Linked DNA regions of Mus musculus: region 1 is linked to region 2. Evidence: chromatin contacts called from public HiChIP or PLAC-seq data. All regions are on one chromosome and are shown on one strand. The core of a region is the stretch at or near the end of the contact, and the rest is flanking DNA. Distances in the headings are between cores, read along the strand shown.

The links. HiChIP or PLAC-seq counts read pairs in DNA pulled down with a chosen protein or histone mark.
Region 1: a FOXA1 HiChIP or PLAC-seq map of pancreatic cancer cells shows a contact between it and region 2. The contact joins the promoter of Gigyf1 here to the promoter of Vgf in region 2. A contact is called at or near these places in 5 of 39 promoter capture datasets (the 3T3-L1 cell line, embryonic stem cells, hippocampal neurons and 2 more), 7 of 484 Hi-C or Micro-C datasets (Th1 cells, cortical neurons, embryonic stem cells and 1 more) and 12 of 115 datasets of contacts at active chromatin or transcription factors (SST interneurons, bone marrow-derived macrophages, differentiating embryonic stem cells and 5 more).

Annotation. Positions count from the first base shown.
Region 1 is chr5:137,515,840-137,521,447 of GRCm38.p6, reverse strand. Gigyf1 (GRB10 interacting GYF protein 1) reads right to left here and starts at 2,568. Exons shown (of 24, transcript NM_031408.2): 1 at 2,462-2,568; 2 at 2,236-2,365; 3 at 2,043-2,138; 4 at 1,831-1,942; 5 at 1,603-1,711; 6 at 1,380-1,420; 7 at 1,072-1,236; 8 at 648-901; 9 at 446-563. The coding sequence starts at 2,496.
Region 2 is chr5:137,027,282-137,032,636 of GRCm38.p6, reverse strand. It overlaps Vgf (VGF nerve growth factor inducible), which reads right to left and starts at 2,342. Exons shown (of 2, transcript NM_001039385.1): 1 at 2,176-2,342; 2 at 1-1,671. The coding sequence starts at 1,651.

The DNA of each region.
Region 1 (5,608 bases), core at 1,319-3,818, 490 kb before region 2:
TAACCAAGCACGAGCACAGACATAGAGAACCACGCAGTCCACACTAAGCACGCTGGCCCTGGTCCTGCGCTGAGAGAGGGGAGGACCTACATGTGGTGAGGGGCTGTGTGCTCACACCTAACAAAGATTTCTCTGCACACCTGCCTGGGCCCGCCCCGGCCCGCCACCCACCCCAGCACACGTGCTGCAGGCTAGAGGACAACCTGGTGGAAATGGTTCTTCTCCCCTCTCTCCTGTGGGTTCCAGGGATTGAACTCACAGCATGATGCTTGGTGGCAAGCCTTTCACGTGCCAAACCGTCTCACCACTCCCGCCTGAACGTTTCTAAGCGGCCTGACCTGACACATGGGCGGCCAGTCAGCAGCCAGCTTAGCAACACATCTCTGCCAACTTGCCCCAGCCCGAGCTTCTCAGGCCTTGTCCCTGCACCGCTATGAGGGCTCACCTGCCTCAGGCCTCTCTTCATCCACCCCTTCTGACGGCTCCTCCTCCTCCTCCTCCTCCTCCTCCAGGCCCCGGAAATCAAGCTCCTGCTCCTCAGGGATGGCTTCCTTGGGGCCCTTCTGTGTGGGGAGGGCAGAGTGGACACAGTGGGAGGGCAGCCAGGGGGCAGCTGCCACCACCCCACTGGCCCCTGAGATGAGTACCTTAAGGGGCAGGAAGGCTCCGGAGGCATCGAAAGTGCCCATCTCCTCATCCTCATCCTCCAGGCACCACTCGGGGAGCCCATCCTTGTCATCTTCAAAGCCATCGAGCCCCCGGCATCTCCGGAGGTGAGAGTTGCCGCCCCCAACCCGCCCATCCTCTTCACCACACCCTCCGCGCTCCCCTCGCAAATCAAAATCAAACTTGCGCCTCCGCTCCCCATGCTCCCGCCAGCCAGCAGAGCGGGGACCACCATCTGAAAGAGAAAGTTGGAGAAGGGCAAAAATCCTCTAGTGCCCAGCCAAGCCAAGCCCCACCTTCTCCAGTCCACCAGGCTTCCCCTGGGATCTTCTTGTTCCTCGCGTGCATGGCACCTCTTCCCTAGTATCGCCAGGATATCCTGACCCCACCTAGCCCCCATCTTACCAGGGCTGGTGGAACGCCAGCGATCACCATCTCGCCGGGGTCCCGCCCCAAGTCTCCAGCTGCCATCATCCTCTTGCTCCTCTCGAAGTGAGCGCCAATTCTCACTGTCTGAGCGTGCATGCTCCTTCCTTGGGCCAGCCCCTCCCTCCTCAAAGCCAGACCGTACTGGCACAGGGGAGACAAACAGTAAGCATGGATGAACCTCAAGAGAGCTTACTCCTATTAGCTCCCCCCCCATCCCCCTACCTGGGAACCCCACCTCCACTGCCTCCCGACCATGCTGGCCACCATCATCAACACGCTCATACCTCCATCCCTCCTTGCAGGCTTCTCAAACCGCCTCTCGCCTCTGTGAAGAAAGGCGTCGGTCAAACATCACCCTTCCCCAGGGGGTGCTAGGCTGGGTAGACACGACCCAGGGGCTCTGATCAGGGCTGGCCTGCTGGGTGTCTCTGGTCCCTCTAGTCACCCTATTCCAGCTCAGTGGCACTCCTCCGTTCTGCCCGTCTCTCTCCATCTTGTCATCCCCACCTGTCATCCCAGCTTTGGCTTCGCTGGATCTCCCGAGGATTCCTTCCGAAGGCCCCATCGCCTTCCTCAATGCTTCTTTGGTAAAAGCAGCTGTCACCACGGCCTCGCCCTGAAGAAGAGGGTTTACACTGGGTCTGGGACCCTCCAGTGTCCCTCTGTATCCTTGCCACCACCCACTCCAACTCTGCCCACCTCCTCCCCTAAAAAATACGAGGAGTCGCTGTCTACCTCGGCTCCGAGTGCTGCCCCTGCCACGGGAGGTGGCAGGCAAAGGGGGCCCAGCCCCTTTCCCCATCAGTCTCAGCACAGCCACACTGTTCACCGACAGCGAGAAGTTTCTCTGAGGAGGGAGCCAGGGATGGCAGTGAGGACCGTCACCCAGTCAGCCCCCATCTTCCCAAGCCCAGCCCCTCCCTCCTCCACCCTAGGCCCAGCCCCACCTGCTCCTCCTCAGTCAGAGGCTCCAGAGCCAGAGGTTGCAGCGGTTCCTCTTGTAACACTGCAGCAAACTCCTTGTCCTGTAGTTCCTCCGGGACCTGGGATGGGGCAGGAGGCCCAATATATTAACCACTCAGAGGCAACTCACAGATAAGGCAAATGGGCGAGGGAGCTGTGCTCCATCCCAAACCTCACCTTGTTCTCCTTGACATAGAGGGCCAGCATCTCCTCTCGCCCATAGCGGTAATCTGCCAGCTTGTATTTGGGCATGGCAGGAGATGGGGGTGGAGAGGCCACGCTGCCACCACTCGAAAGGGCTCTCAGCCTAAAACAGGTACAAAAAAAAAGGGGAGACGGAGGTCCACGTGGCCCTTCACCCCTACACCAGCTTTTCCCCTGGACCAGAGCTTAAGTGACCCACCACTCAGGCCCAAAGTTGAGTGTCTCTGCTGCCATTGTGGAGCTTCGATGCTTCTCAAAGGTCAAGGATGAATGGCAGAGACAGGACCAGGAGAGTACTGTCCAAATACCTGTAGGGTCACAGACAAGTCATGAGTAAGCTGGTGCAGGGCAGATCAGTCATGGCGCCAGCACTTTGCTGGGCCAGTGACAGGCCTCCATCTAGACGGTGAGACATTTTGGCATTGAACTCACCTACACCAGACAGGTGACCACTCACACCATGAGTTAACCAAAGCTGAGTCAGGGTAGGGGAGAGTCCTAGGGAGTGAGGGAACACTGAAGCCTGAGCCCCTTCCAGCTCAGTGGGACGCCCTCTGGTGGCCCAACACTCACCTGACAGTTCTGTCCAGGGAAACAAGGGCTCTCTGGTCTCACAGGGGCCGGGCTGCGCTGAACTAGGATCCCCAAGCAACTAGCTCTAGCCTCTAAGTGCCTGGGAGAAACTTTCACATCTGGGAGAGATCCTTAGGGAGAAGAGGAGGAAGAGAGAGGTTACCCCAGTGAATTAGACAGTCTCCCAGCCCCTGGCCCACAGCTGCCGGGTACAGTGCACTCAGGAGAAGGGACAATGTGGTCATTGGTCAGAGGTGCTCTCATGGGATGGCTGAGGTAACCAGTGTGCCCAGAATACAGTGAGGATTTTCAGCACAAAACTTAAGCCTGCTTTGTAATGCCCATGTTTGTAATCCCAGCACTCAGGAGACAAAGGCAAGAGGACTGCAAGTTCCTGGGACAACCTGGGACAGCACACAGTAAGACTATTCTGAAACAATCACTGGACTGGGGATATAGTTTGGCTGGGGGTGGGGGGGCACTTATTCACCATACTTGAAGCCCTAGACTCTGCCCCCAACACCACACCAACAAGGAATATAGCACCCGGCTTTGATCCCAAACACTTGGGAGATAGAGAGAGGCAGGAGGTTCAGAAATTTAAGGTCACTTCTGGCTACATAAGAGTTTAGGGCCAGCCTGGGCTATATGAGACCCTGTCTCAAAAAATAAGACAGGCAGGCATTGGGGCCGCTTATGTTCTATAGAGGAATGGTCCATTTTATAAAGCAGTATGACAAGCCTTGGAACAAGCCAACTTCTCTAAAGAAAACTTAGGGCATCTGTCTGAGGGGGCTGGGTTTCAGCACAAACTAAGCAGACAGGACTTCCAGAGCCACAGGTACTCACTCCACTCACGGTAGGCTCTGAGCAGGTGGGTGTGGCCACAGGAATAGGAACCAAGACCTAAACTCCTACCCTACATCAACAACTGCCCCTCAGAAAAAAGGTCAAGGTGGGAGCAGGGTTCTCAGGTTGTGGCTGGCGGAAGGCTCCCTCACCATATGGGAAGAGGCAAGTTCAGTCTCTAGTGGCTAATGAGGCAGCAGTGGCAGCAACAGGGCAAGTTCCTCTAGGGTCCTGGGTAGGAGACTCTCAGGAAGGGCAGAGTAGAGAAGGAAGGACAGGCAGTGTCCGGGGGGAATACGTGGGTTTTTTATCACAGGCTGGGCAGGAGGCTGGACCAGTGTGCCTCTCCAGTCGCCATCCGCTGCAGGACGCCAGGAATCTAGAAGGAAGAAGAGAGTGTCCACTAGAGGAGTCTAGGAAAGAGGGTCTCCTCAGTAACTAAACCAAGGCCCCATGGCAGACAATGGGGTGACCCAGAATCTCAGCACCCCAGAACTCCCAAGCCACAGTGAGGTAAGTGTCTTAACTACAAGAGCCTGGGCTAGCTCAGGCTGCACACTCCACTCCCCCTTCCCGACCCCAATGACTGCACTAGATTCAGGAGGGCTCCACAATCACCCTGAGGGGAGCTGGGACTAGGCAGCCCTTAGGGGCTGGAGACGACACTAAGGAGGAAGAGTGCTCGCCTAGCTAGCACAAAGCCCTGGGTTTTACCTTCACATTGCATGAACCACATGTGGTAGTACACAAGGATCTAAAGTCTAAGCTCCAGCCGGGCGTGGTAGCACACGCCTACACGCCTTTAATCCCAGCACTCGGGAGGCAGAGGCAGGCGGATTTCTGAGTTCGAAGCCAACCTGGTCTACAAAGTGAGTGCCAGGACAGCCAGGGATACACAGAGAAACCCTGTCTCAATCCGCCCCCCCCCAAAAAGTTGGATACACAGAGAAACCCTGTCTCGAACCCCTCAAAAAGTTTAAGCTCCCCACCTCCTCACCCCTAGGAAAAACAAAATAAACACTAAAGGGGCTGGAGATGTCCCTCAACAGCCAGACACTTGCCAGCACGCACAAGGCTCTGTCTGGCTTCAGCCTCCACAACTGCCACAAAGGGACCTGGGGCTGGAGAGATGGCTCAGTGGTCGAGAGTACTTGCTGCTTGTCTAAAGGACCTGTGCTCAGTTCCCAGCAGGAGGGAGGGGGACAGGGGACTAGACTCCAAGAAAGATAACCCCTGTAGGATGTTTCTTACAGAGTAGCCAGGGGTCGGGGCAGGTCAAAGTCAAAGACCTAGAGTTGGGACTGATGGGGCTGCCCACAAACACTGCCCAGGTCTAGAGTTTCAGCTGGGCCCAGAAGGATGTGGACATAGCCATGACAGCTGAATAACACTACACGGATTAACACAGAGAATTACACACCTAAACAATGACTAAAGTGGGGCTGGAGAGAGGGCTCGGCAGTTAGGAGCACTGGCTGCTCTTCCAGAGGATCCCAGTTCAATTCCCAGCAACCACGTGGCAGCTCACAAATGTCCAGTAATTCCAGTTACAGGGAATCCGACACCCTCATACAGACATACATGCAGGTAAAACACCAATGCACATTAAAAAACAATTAATGCCTAAAGTGGTAACTTTACTTTTAGTTTCTAGAGAACGCTTTTGCCTCAGACTCCTGCGTGCTGGGATTATAAGCATGCACTACCACGCCTGGCTCTTGCTAATCATTTTATTTCTGAATTTCATATGTGTTTGGAGGTGGTGGGCAATGATGATGGCATGTGCCCTTGAATGCAGGCACCCAGAGTCTTGAAGAAGGTGTTGGGGCCCCTGGAGCTAGGGTTACAGGTGGCTGTGAATCACCTGACATTGGAGAAGGAAATCACTCAAGGGCCTCGAGAGTACTGCCTGGACCTAACCACT
Region 2 (5,355 bases), core at 1,093-3,592:
AGTTTGGGAAGGGGTGATAGGGCCCCGGGGGAAACACCTCATCCTCCTCCCGATCCCAGGGTGGGAGCACTTCGTTCCAGTCCGGCAACTCATCCCGGGCTGGGGCGGGAGGTGGGGGCTGCGGAGAGCGGACATGGGTCGGGGCTGGGGCAGCCCTGGGAGGCGGCACCGGCTCGGGAGGGGCGTTCTTCTTCCGCTTCCGTTTCTCCTCCACCTCTTCGATGATGCTGACCACATCGTCTGCTGGCAGGTGGAGTTTGGTGGACAGTTCAATGAGACTATCGATCGTCTGCGGATCCATCTCCTCGTCGTCGTCATCCTCCTCCCCGCCCTCCTCTGCCCCCTCAGCATCCTTCCGCCGATGGCCTGGCGCCTCCTCCTGGGAGCGTTTGTCCTCGGCTCCGGCTTCCCCGTCCTCCTCCTCGGCGAACAGGAGTGCGTTCTGCCGCGCCCTCTCCGCCTCCTCTGCCTCCGCCTCCGCCTCCGCCGCCTCCTCATCCTCTTCCCCCACATCGTCCTCCCCACCACCTCGCCTCTCCTGCTCTGCCTCCTCCTCCCTCTCGTTCTCCCGCTCTTGCTGCGTCTCCTGCAGCTCGCGACCCCCGAGATCGCGCTGCCGGGCTCCGCCCTGCAACAGATACTGGAGCAGCAGGTCGGAGGCGAGATCGGCCAGCCGCTCTTCTTGCGCCGCGGCCTGCCGGGTGGCCTCCGCCTGTCTCCTCCCTGCCTCTACCTGAGCTAATCCTTGCTGAAGCAGGCGCTCTCCTGCCTCGGAGCCGCCCAGGAATGAGCCCTCGAGCCGGCGCACCTTAGGGAAGGGGCCACCTAGACTTTGATACGCCTTGGATAAGGGTGTCAAAGTCTCACCTAAATGTGTTTTAGGGGAGGACACTCCTTCCCCGAACTGATGAGTTTCGGGAAGGGGAGCGCTTTCGGACATTCGAGCCTGGAATTGGGAAGGGACCGGGGGCGGAAGAGGAGCGCGCTCCGGAACGCGCGCCTGGAACTCTCCCCAGGAAGCGCGCCACACGCGCTCTGGCCCGGGGCTCTCCAGATTGACTCGGGTCAGCGTGTGCGTGCGGGTTTCAGTCTCTGCTGCCGCCGTCTCTTGTTGGCGCTTAGCATTGCTCGGACTGAAATCTCGAAGTTCTTGGAGCAAGGATGCTAGCGCCTCCAGCTCTTCTGAGCGGTCGTCCTCCTCGGGATCGCGGTCCTGAGTCTGAGGGCGAGGGGGGGCCACAGCGGGCGCTTGGATTTCTGGTGCCGGGAGGCTATGGGTCTGACTGCGCACGGACTCGGTCAGCAGAGCTTCTGCTGCTTCTTCGGGTGTTCCCTGCTGGGAACCTCCCGGGACCGACGGGGGCGAGGCCGGACGGTCCAGTGCCTGCAACAGTACCGAGGCCAGCGCCCGGGGATCCACGCCCTGGAAGAGCTCTCCCTGGTCCTGAGGCTCGGGATTCCGAGCAGCTCGGACCTCTGGTACGCCGTCATCCTTTGGCCGGGACACTGCGTCCTCAGCTACCTGCCCATTATGCTCAGAGCTGAGGGGAGGAGGAAAAACATCGGGGCGCCCGGGGGGCGCTGCTCCCAACCCCTGGATCAGTAGAAGGAAGCAGAAGAGGACGGATGCCGGCAACGTGAAGGTTTTCATGACCAACGGGCTGCCAGAGACTGAAAAATAGAAGAAATCAAAGAAATAGAGGATTTCTATAAGAACTCCCCGCTTTCTATTTCTGCTTTCCCTCCCCCCACCTTTAAGCAGGAAATCCGGGGTTTCCCTCATTTCTCTAACCTTACCCGAAAAGAAACGTTTAGCAGAGAACAAGAAAGATGTGGCGATCTCTGGGGTCGTGCAAATGGGCAGAGAACGCCCGCAATCCTCCTTCTGGGTACCCAGTACCTCCTGTCGCCCCCTTCCCTAAGTCATCTCTCAGCCAGCGCCCGCGTACTAAGCAGCAATGATAAGCGGGAGGGGGGATCTGTTCCCTCCCCACAGGACTCCCCGGATGGTGCGTGGGTGACTTCATCAGCGACAAAAAAGCAGAGACTCCCCTTTTACCAAAGACCCTTCCCGGGGGCACACCGCTATGCTCTCAATACCCCATATGGAAAGAAAATCCTCCCTTCACGCCCACGAGTGAAGAGGGTTGGAGGGATGGACAGCGGAGTATTTACCAGCCGGTGTCACGACGGCGGGAGGTGGAGAGGAGGGTCGGGGCAGGGGGAAAGTCGGGACCGGTCCGCCTTGGCTCTGTTCCGTGGCTGGAGTATGAGCGATGGTCGAGGGCTGGCGTCCTAGAAGCTGGGCTCAGCTGGGTCAGCAACAGCGCTCTCGCTCCGGCTTCAGCACGCTGGACAGCGCCCGCGCCGCCTCTGCCTTATAAAGGGGAGCGCGCGGGGTCACGTGGGATAGCCCCGCCCCATTGACGTCAATGTTCATTCATGGGGAAGCGGGCGGGTGTCTGGTGGACGGTGAAAGTCCAATGATTGGAGGATAAGCGTCGCTCCCGGCCTGCACCTGCGCAGTAGGGCCCTCGGCTAGAGGGGCGTGCGCTAGCCGAGCTCCGGGAAATGAATGAATGAATGAATGAATGAAATGTCGAGGCGGGCGGGGCAGGGGGCTATGAATGAATGAAGGAGGGACGAGGAGAAAAGGATGAATGAATGAATGTAAAAATGAATGGAAGGGTGGGTACAGAGGAACCAGAAGGCGGGAGGGTGGGTTACAAAGCACTTGCGGCGCGGAGCCTGCGTTGCTGAGCAGAATAGGAAGAGGGCACCGCCAGCATCTAATTGGGCGCCAGTAAAAGATCAGTACTGGATGGGGGGACGGTAAGGGTTTGAAAGGGGAAGGGGCCTGGCTCCCTACTCCGCCACAGTATGGTCTATAGGGAGCACGCCCAAGGACAACTTGAACCTGAGAGGAGGGGGTGGATTTGCGGTGCGGGATGCCCGCCCAGGGTCAGCGCAGATGGGTGGATCTTGCGGTTTGGGTAATCACCTTGGAAAGGGTCCTAGTCGAGAGAGAAAAGGGAAAGATTGACGATGTGTGTGCCTTTGGGTCGTGTCTGTTCAAACCAGTTCGTGTCTGAAGGGGTTGGGGAAAAAAAGGTGTGTCTGTCCTTCTGGCCAGCGGGCTCTGCTGTGGCTGTTAGGGGGTTCCTGTTGTGCCCCCTTTTAATCCAACTCTCCCACACCCTTCAGCCTGTCTCCCTCTCCCCCACAGCCCCCACCCAAGGACATTTGGAGGGCGAGAGCAGACCAGGTGGGGAGGGGGTTGAGCAGGTGGAGAGGGTGACTCAACTCCATTTCTCTCTACCGCTTAAAGGGGAGGTCTGAACGCGACCGGGGGGGGGGGGTGAATTGCAACGTCAGAGATGGACCCTCTCAGCCATCAGACCCTTCGACCGTATCTCCTGCCCAGAGGGGTTGGGGCTGGGGGCTTGGACAGTTAGAGGTTCCGGGAGTGGGGGGCGATGACGCAGAGATTGCGCAGAAAATCTATCAGCCAGCCGGGTCCAGTGAAGGGAGACCAGACGTGGGCGGGGGTGGGATGGGAGGACGGAAATGGGGAGGGGGTAGAGGAGAGGGAAAGGTGGCCCCGGGAGCTGCTACTGCAGGAATGAAGGGGAGGGAGGAAGGCTGGAGGGGGCTGCGGTGCAGGCGGAGAGCAGTGCGGGGGCGTGGGCAGGGAAAGGGGGGGGACAATGACACACACCAGACACACAAGGACTGCGGACACAGGGGTGCTTATAGGCACACGCAAAGCCCCCCCGCACCCTGACACTTTGGAAACCAGAATGGGGAGGGCATCTGGAGGGTCTCAGAACCTCTTTCAGAGTCAGCCCCCTCATACCATCCTGTTACTGACCCTCATTTTAAGCCCCTAGCTCGTGCACGCGCGAGGGCGCGCGCGCGGGCACACACACACACACACACACACACACACACACACTCACGTGCTTTCTCTCTATAACCAGCAGTGGCTTCTCCCTTCCATCAGTGGCTTGACTTTCCCAGAAGAAACCCCATCAGCTCTGCAGAGAAAAGGTGGGGTGAGAGAGGAAAGAGAAGAGAGATGGGGACAGGGGGATGGAAGGAAAAGAACCTGAAGCAGGTTGAAGAAGCAGGCTAAAGGAGAGAGAAAGAAAAATAAATAAACAAACTTGAGAACCAAGGTGACAGTGGATATTCCAAAGAATGGAGGGAGGGGTGCCTAAAGACACACCAACAACAACAACAACAACAAAAACAACAGCACAGCAGCATCTGACACCCCTCCACACACAACTGTGGCTAGACCCTCCTTCCCTTTTCCCTCCCCATCTTTCTTCATCTTCTCAGCCTGGTTCCCTGGAGCCGTGGGCTGGGGGGGGGGGGGTCACGTTATCCTCCTTATGGAAGGTGAATCAGAAAGCTGGTGGTTCAGAGAGGGGGAGGGGAAACCTTTAGAGAGAGAAGGGAGGGGGAGAGAGCTCGACAAAAGGACTGCCTGATGGGAGTGAGAATCTAAGTTTGAGTTCCAGGGAAAGGAGATGGACACACTAAAGGAACCCTATACCTGTGTGCTTGCATGCATACACAAGCACCCTCATGTTGCATATACGCGTGTGTGCTTCTCTGGACAGAGATTAAAAGGACCTAAAGCAGAGAAGAAAAGGAGAAGAAACAGGGAGAAGCACGTGAAGACTGGGTGGATATGGCCCCAGTTTAAATGGAGGGAGAGACTTCTCTTGCAGTTTGCCACTTGTGTGACTGTTGGCACATCAGTGAAATTCTAATCTCTTGGGATTGTAGACACATCTGTGATGTTTGGGGTCTTTGTATGCACTCAGATCTGGTGCCTGGCTTTGAGTGTGTGTGTGTGTGTGTGTGTGTGTGTGTGTGTGTGTGTGTGTGTGTGTGTGTGTGTCTTTGTGAATTCCTAGAGCTCCTTTACTGCCTATTGGAGTGTGTCCATGCCTATGTGGTGAACTTCTCTGCATTTTAACATTTTCTTGCATTTTAACATTTTCTTGCATTTTAACATTTTCTTGCATTTTAACATTTTCCTGCATTTTAACATTTTCTTGCATTTTAACATTTTCTTGCATTTTAACATTTCTTGTTCCTCTTATTCTCTATAAATCTCGGGACATTACATCTCATAATTGAAGCCACTTCTCTGCAGCCCCCACATCCTAATCCCTGGTTCTTGGGGACATTCCCTATTTCTCTATCACCAGTCCCAACTCCCCACCCTTACTTTTTTGGAAAGCCAAGGAACTGCTCAAAAACTCGTATCTCAAGACTCTTGGTCATCCTAGGGTGGAGGTGGGCAAGGTAGAAGGCAACCAGATCCCAAAGGCGACAGGT